Regions from separate parts of the Mus musculus genome. Here region 1 is linked to region 2. Evidence: chromatin contacts called from public HiChIP or PLAC-seq data. All regions are on one chromosome and are shown on one strand. Each heading gives the region's core, a stretch centred on a gene start, on an enhancer-like site or on the middle of the called end of the contact. The rest is flanking DNA. Distances are from core to core; before and after follow the strand shown.

What was found. HiChIP or PLAC-seq counts read pairs in DNA pulled down with a chosen protein or histone mark.
Region 1: a contact with region 2 is called in a FOXA1 HiChIP or PLAC-seq map of pancreatic cancer cells. The contact joins two enhancer-like sites. A contact is called at or near these places in 1 of 15 datasets of contacts at CTCF or cohesin (the NIH/3T3 cell line), 1 of 484 Hi-C or Micro-C datasets (nephron progenitors) and 4 of 115 datasets of contacts at active chromatin or transcription factors (astrocytes, embryonic basal ganglia, fibro-adipogenic progenitors and 1 more).

What each region holds. Positions count from the first base shown.
Region 1 is chr19:28,731,592-28,735,260 of GRCm38.p6, reverse strand. No RefSeq gene overlaps it. Among named protein-coding and RNA genes, the nearest start is that of Gm35922, 27 kb to the left of the region's middle. Within about 2 kb of position 1,325, at least 6 of the 459 cell types and tissues checked have an H3K27ac peak or open chromatin away from gene starts, as enhancers often do. A contact at or near this core is called in pancreatic cancer cells, where this site is marked.
Region 2 is chr19:28,204,335-28,207,734 of GRCm38.p6, reverse strand. No RefSeq gene overlaps it. Among named protein-coding and RNA genes, the nearest start is that of Gm35866, 160 kb to the left of the region's middle. Within about 2 kb of position 1,879, at least 7 of the 459 cell types and tissues checked have an H3K27ac peak or open chromatin away from gene starts, as enhancers often do. A contact at or near this core is called in pancreatic cancer cells, where this site is marked.

The DNA.
Region 1 (3,669 bases), core at 76-2,575, 530 kb before region 2:
AGGCTGGAGCCCAAGACCCTAACACACAGCCTTCAGGTGTTACTAGTCTATGATTATCTGGAATTCAGTTTATATAATTTATTTATTTTTATTTTATGTGTAATGGGTAGGTGCTCTTTGCCTCTGCAAGTCTGTGTACCACGTGCAGGCAGTACCGACAGGCTCGATAAGGACATGACTTCTGGAAACAGATGGCTGCAAGCTACTGTGCTGGTGCTGGGTTCTGAGAATCAAACTCCGGTCCTCTGGAAGAGCAAAGAGTGCTCTTAACCACTGAGGCATTGCTCCAGCCCCCTGAAACTTTGTTTTATTTGTTTTGAAGATTAAGAGGTGCTTTAAACTGACAGACAAAATGCTTAATTTTATTTAAATGTTTAAAAATGCAACTGCGTGAAATAGCTACTTTGTTAACAGGCATTACTTCCCAAAGTCATAATCCTTGTAGTAAGACCATTTAAAATTTGTTCTCTTAGGTTTTTTAGGGTGGACTGTAATATATCGTTTCAACCACTTTCCATGTTATACAACAGAGCTTCCAAATTTATTCCCACTCTCTACCTGAAATTTTGAATTCTTCAGTCAACATTATTTTTTGTATACGCAGATGAATCATATTGATAAAGATACTGACACTGATCGTAGTTGTTGCTGCGATCAGCTGTCCTACAATTAACATAGTCGCTCAAGCACTCCTGTTCATTTGTCTGAGAAGCTTACGAACTTCTTTTGTTGTTCTTGTTTTTGAGACAGGGTTACTCTGTGTAGCCAGGTCTGCCCTGGAATTGGCTCTGTAGACCAAGTTGACCCCACACTCTGAGATCTGCCTGCTTCTGCCCCCTCAGAGCTGAGATTAGCAGTGTGTGCCTCTGTGGCCAGCTTTGTTTGTTCGTTGTTGTTCCGGTACTCTCGGATTTCTTTAGGTAAATGATAAAAGACTTATGAATGTTTTACATTATTTTTTAAAGTAGTTTCCTTTATTTGGGGACGCATCCTCTTTGATGATCCTTGAGAGCAATGAGCACCTGAGGTGAGACTACACCTCCTAAATATGCCTGCTGCTCCTGCTCCGAGAACGGCTAATGAGCCGTGATGAAATTTAATTAAAAGCAAACCCCACAAATAGCTCTGTTCCAAGCTTGCCAGGTAGTTATTCTCGAGACGTTCATTAGGGCTTATGCTGTGAATCCACCAAACCCTCCACTCAGTCCAGTCGCTACCACAGAGTTGACTGCCGTTCATGACTTTCATACAGTCAGTATTATCTGAGATGACTAATGTTGGTGGATGGTGGAAAATCACACTTTGGCACAGACAAACACCCACTGCCAGCTCACCAGGAAGTGTAGACTCTTAGGCTTCACTTACGTGTAATTTGCATGCACCCCATGCCTACATCCTCTAGGTCCTCTGATTCAGATGGTCTGAAGTTGGGCTCAGGAAAATGTCTGTATCAGGAACATCACCTTGAGAAGTGCTCTATATACTTTAAAGACCTTTCCACCATGCCAGGAAACCCTGTCCATTAGTAAATCTTGTTGCCTTGGTGCTAACTAGGAGCACAGGGAAGCTGGCCAAAGATGTTATAGATGTACAACAGAGACAGGCAATTCTGCATCTTTCCATCAGTTGACTGATGGCTTGTGACCGTGGATGTAAAGTAATGGCCACGCTTATGAATAATGTATATGATATTTTAGGGATTATTTAATGTATTTTTTATTCTCTTTAAATCAAGATGCCATATGGCTTCCTCTCCTTTTAATCAATGAATTTCAATGCTTCAGGGGCAGGACAGTCACTGGCTAGAACGCCAAAGTCATCACTCAGCTTTGACTGTCAAATGAAGCTTTTTATGTTGTGTATCCCCAGGGGGAAAGAGCTGTTGAAAGCCAGGCTGCATCAAGAGAGAAAAAGAATTTTCTAAATTTCCAAAGCTCACTTTATATATCATTTATTTCTAATCTTATTGGGTTCTTATTAGAAAACAGAGCCCATAAAAGCCCCGCTCTTCATGTTTTCTTGAGGTTTTCTTTGCAGCCAAGGACGCGATACATCTGTGCTGACTTTCCTTGTCTGGATGTCAAGTTCTCTAAGTGTTAGAGCAAGGAAGCTGACTGCAGCACCCGGCTCCTCTGTGTCTGTAGCTATTTTCTGCCTTCTAGATCTCACTGCTTTGAAAGAAATATCCGAGACCCCCTTGTATTTTATTCCACCCTTTTAGGACATTGAATATTCTTTTTGAATTTAAATTTCATTTCTATCAAAGCAGTATTCTTTTGTAGTTAAATTGTTCTCTGATGCTTAAAACAACAAGAAAAAAAAATGAAACAAAACAACCCCAAAATGCCAACTACACAGTCCCTCTCTCATGTCTTCCCTCTTCAAGTTTCCATTCCCTCGAGTCAACTGCTTTAATCTCTTTTTGCCTAATGTCTTGATGGTTCCCTCCATATTTTAAAACTGTGTGTGGCTATGGCTCTTAAAGTTCAAATGTTATTCTTTAACATGTCATTTTAAAAATGACTTTGGATATAAATGGGAAAAAAATGTCTATATGCAACTTACCATATTTATTATTAACAAAGGGGCAGGGGAAAATTTTAAATCCATGGACCCTGTTTCCCTCCTCTCTAGGCCAAAACCTCAGTCGTGGGACAGTGACTATTAGATACAATACGATGCACTAGCTAATATGGAGTACATATCATTCCAGTGAAAAGTCTCTTATGTTTCCATTCTCATTGGAGAGCCAGGTGATGGACAAGTGGGGTTGTGCATGTAAAATGGTAAGAAAATGCTACAGAGGAAGGAGAGGATGAGCAAGGAGGTAAGCAGGCTGGGTAGGGAGAGCTTCAGATGGCAAGTGGTTGTAGCTTACACCATTACAGAGGCACTCCAATACCAAGGAAAGAACTGGAGAAATGCCCAAAGTCATAGGAAACCCCATAAGAAAAGCAGAGGGACAGAGGGACAGAAACAGGAAATAAGTTCAGAGAGCTCAGAGAAGGATGCTGCCCAAGGTAGGGAGGGATGAGCATCCTATTACAACAAAGGAAGTTTACTCAAGACGGAAGCTTGAATAAAGGAGAATCTAATCTGACTCTAGTTTAGACTGTCTTATCAAGAATTGACTGAAGGGAGACGAGGCTGAAGTCTGGAGGTTAAGACCCAGTGCCAAACCTCAGCAAGGCACCAATGGGATTTGGACCATGGTGCAGAGGCAAAGGCATGAAGAATATGGATTCTGGATGAGGCATGAAAGCAGAGTTAGGTCTGCTGATGGGCAGGCCTTGCCAGTCAGAGAGGAGAAGAACAGAGAAAACTATTTGTCTTAGGAAGGACAGAAATGCTTCTTCTTATAGTAGGAAAGACTGGGAAAGAACCTTTTGGGAATGGGGAATTTAGTTATGAGAACACCAGGTTCAAGATGCCTATAGGTTGTACAAACCAAACAAAGGACTGGACAGATGTCCTAAACTAGAGTTCACAGGCATTGAGACCCAAAGAACGTGAGTTATTAACATAATGGCATTTAAATCCAGGAGACTAGATAAGAACTGCAGTGTACTGAATGAGTATGAGAGTTGAGATACAGAGAGGCCTAAGGACGGAGCTTGACACACTTACAGGCTAGAGGGTCAACGAAGCATAGATAAAGAAGACAGAGGA
Region 2 (3,400 bases), core at 630-3,129:
CATAAAAGTAACTTTGGGAAATTTATTCCCTTTCTGTCAGGAAAAGCAAGCTCCAAATAGGCCAGAGTAAATTGCCTAGGGATTTGAATTAATGATTATTTTCCTAAGTGGCCTCTCGCACATCGCCAAAGTCCACGAGTTTGGCCAAAAAAATAAATAGAGGGAAAGTGAGAAAAATTAGATTAAAGAGGGTTGGGCAATCTACACAGAATTCTCCAAAATTCAAGCTGGAAAAGGCCCCAGAGATCAGCTCTCAAGCTTTTTAAAACCGTGTTCTCGGGATCCCTGGCGGTTTCCAAGGATGGGGGTGTGTGGACGTTCCAAGAAGCCCCAAGAAGAGGGAGGGATGGCAAGCTCTCCAGCGTCTCTCTAAACAGCTTTGGTATGGCTCTGTGTGTTTTACATAATTGATTATTTGAAGAGAGAGGTCCACATTCAAAATGATTTTAAAATTAGTGTAAGACACTACATTTTATAAGAATGCTCTACACATTTTCAAGTGAGAAAGAGAGAAAAAAAAGGCTGGGAGAGGTGATCTCTTTGCCTGGGTCCACCCTGAGCTGGTCATGCACTTAAGGCCCAGTGTCAAGTCATCTCACTCATAGCTTCTACTTTTCCTTCATACCTAGCGGCCTCATGTTATCCCATGATTCCTGTCACCCTCCTAGCCCTCCCTTTTGCTTCTATCAAGGGCTTTTTAGCTACCCTCCTGCAGGTAGCTAAGTAGTGGGGCCGTGTTCACTTGGAATGGTTTCTCAAAGCCTTGCCTCCCAAGGACAGAATGATTGGTCCAGGAGTGGCTGCATAATCGTCAACAGCACCTTCAGAGTCTTTTCTTAAAGGGTGGTCACACATGCACACTGAAGCTCTCTATTTCCACTGAGATCGATGTGACCATGATCTTATTGCCATCCCTTTGAGATCACAGTGACTAGTTTGTGGATAAAGCCAACAGAGAGGAAGGCATGAGAGTGATGGGAAAGAAGCTCTTGTTTGAGCTTCCAGACTTAGTTGTGTCCAAAGCTTGCACTGTAATACATCTGGGCTTTTTGGTCACAGGAGCCACTTGTTACTATATAGTTTCTAGAGTCTGCATCCATGGGCTCGGGCTGGTAGAGTCTCCGGTGGCACCAAGCATCACAGAGCAGGAGGAGCACACTTTCCCATCATGGGGCCTCTACCCTGATGACTCTGTCTGATCCTAATCACTTCCTGAAGGCGCCAACTCTACACACTGAGGTTAGATCATTTCTATTCTAACACTATTAACATATCTAAACTATAGCACACGTGTCCTGATATAACTTTTATTTGTAGAGTATTTTTGCAGTACACCAGTCAATACTTCAGGTCATAGAGGCAGGTAGTGCTCTGAGGAAAGGCTGACCCCCCTCAAGGACATAGGGTCTTGGGTATTATACCCTGAAAGAAAGGCCTGTTTCCCAGTACTTGGGAGGCAAAGACAGGCAGATCTCTGAGTTTGTAGCCAGCTTGGTCTACAGAAAGAGATACAAGTGTGGCCTTGTTGCAGAATGGTAGCACATCTGACCCCAGAGAGAGTTCAAGGACAACCAGAGCTATACAGAAAAACCCTGTCTTGAAATGTGCGCAAGCACGCACTGCGTGCGCGCACACACACACACACACACACACACACACACACACACGGGGATTGGGGGGAGACAGAAACAGAGAGACACAGAGAGAGACAGAAAGACAGAGACAGACAGAGAGACACGGAGACTTTTTGACCAGCAGATATTTCTTGAGTTCTCTCTGGCACAATGCTGTTTCTTCACACTATCAATATAAGCCTGTAGTGTAGCTGGTAGTCAGGTGGGGCAGGATAAGTATTGACTTTAGAGAGAGATTGCATTTAATTAACTTTCTGAGTAATGCTGTGTCAATAAAGAAAAAGACATGGGCATTGAAGCCCAATAAGGAAGCCAGGAGGCATGCTCAGGGTTGACAACAGATGGGATCCATAAGAGGATTGGTTACATACGTGCATAAATGATGGAGGAGCCGAGAACCAGATGAAATCCTGAGACAACCCAAGCATTAGTAAGAACAGGAACTCCCGCTGCTTTCAAGCCTAGAAGGTAGAGTGACTGGAGCCAGGAGACCCAGGTTACTGGGTGGAATCTGGATCTAAAGTGTCAAGCAAGAAACAGAAATGAGAAAATGCATTAAATGAAATGAAATGCATTTAATTGAGAGCTTGCTTACAGTTCCAGAAGGCAAGTCCATGGTCATCATGGTGTGGGGACGTGACAGCAGGTAGGCATGGTCCTGGAGAAGTAGCTGAAAGCTTACAACTTATCCACATACGTGAGGCAGAAAGATTGCCTTGAGTCTCAGAAGACTTTTGGACTTTTGAAGTTAAACTAAATACATTTTTTGCACTTTTCATTAAGATATGACCATGGACCTATGGGGGCCAGGGAATGGAATGTGATGGTTTGAGTAAGAATGGCCTCCAATGGCTCATATATTTAAATGCTTGGTTAGCAGTTGGTGGGCCTGTTTGAGAAGGATTAGGAGGTGTGGCCTTGTGGGAGGATGTGTGTCACTTCACAGAGCAGGGATGGGGTTGAGATTCTAAAGTTATAAAAGCAAACCAATTTCTCCTTTTCTCTGCCTGCCGCCTGTAGGACAGAGCTAAGCTCTCAGTTACTGCTCCAGTGCTGTACCTGCCTGCCTCCTGCCATGTTCCCTGCCATGATGGTCATGAACTCTACCCTATTGCTGAGTTTCTTCACAGCAATAGAAAAGTAAGCGAGATATGGGACTTAGTTAGCTTTTGTTTGGGAACGCTTTTACTGTTTTCCTCTGTGTTTCTGTCCCACCCTCTCTCCCTCCTTCCCTCCCTTCCTGTATCCTGTTGCTTTTTCACTGGATTGACATTTAATCCTGAGTTACATCAGACATATCCTGGAAACAAACAGAGGCGTTAGGAACAGCCACATCTGCAGGAGCAACCAGTCTAGACATCTTTTTTATTTTTTTTTTCTGTTCCTGCTATATGTGGGTTGGGGGAGGGGTCCTTGTGAATTTTGGTTTCCTGGAGGGCAGCACAAACACTTGCCTATAGACCTACCAATTCTTCATGGCTCCTGGCCTGACCATGTGTCATGAAGAAGATCGGGCCATCCATGAGAACTAACCCTATTGAGTTGTTCCAAGAAAGGGGAAAGGACTTCCTGAAATGTGTGGGTCATCTGCTCTGCCCTGTTTTAAATTTCCAGAGAATGTGGCAAGCCATGGAAGCCAGAAGGTCACCTAGCGAAGTTAACTCATTTAGGTAGTCGGTTCATCTGCAATGTGTTATAGTTTGCTGCTCAACAGCGAGCAAAGGAAAAGCTTAGCCTGGCACAGACATGCTGCCTAATCTCTGTTG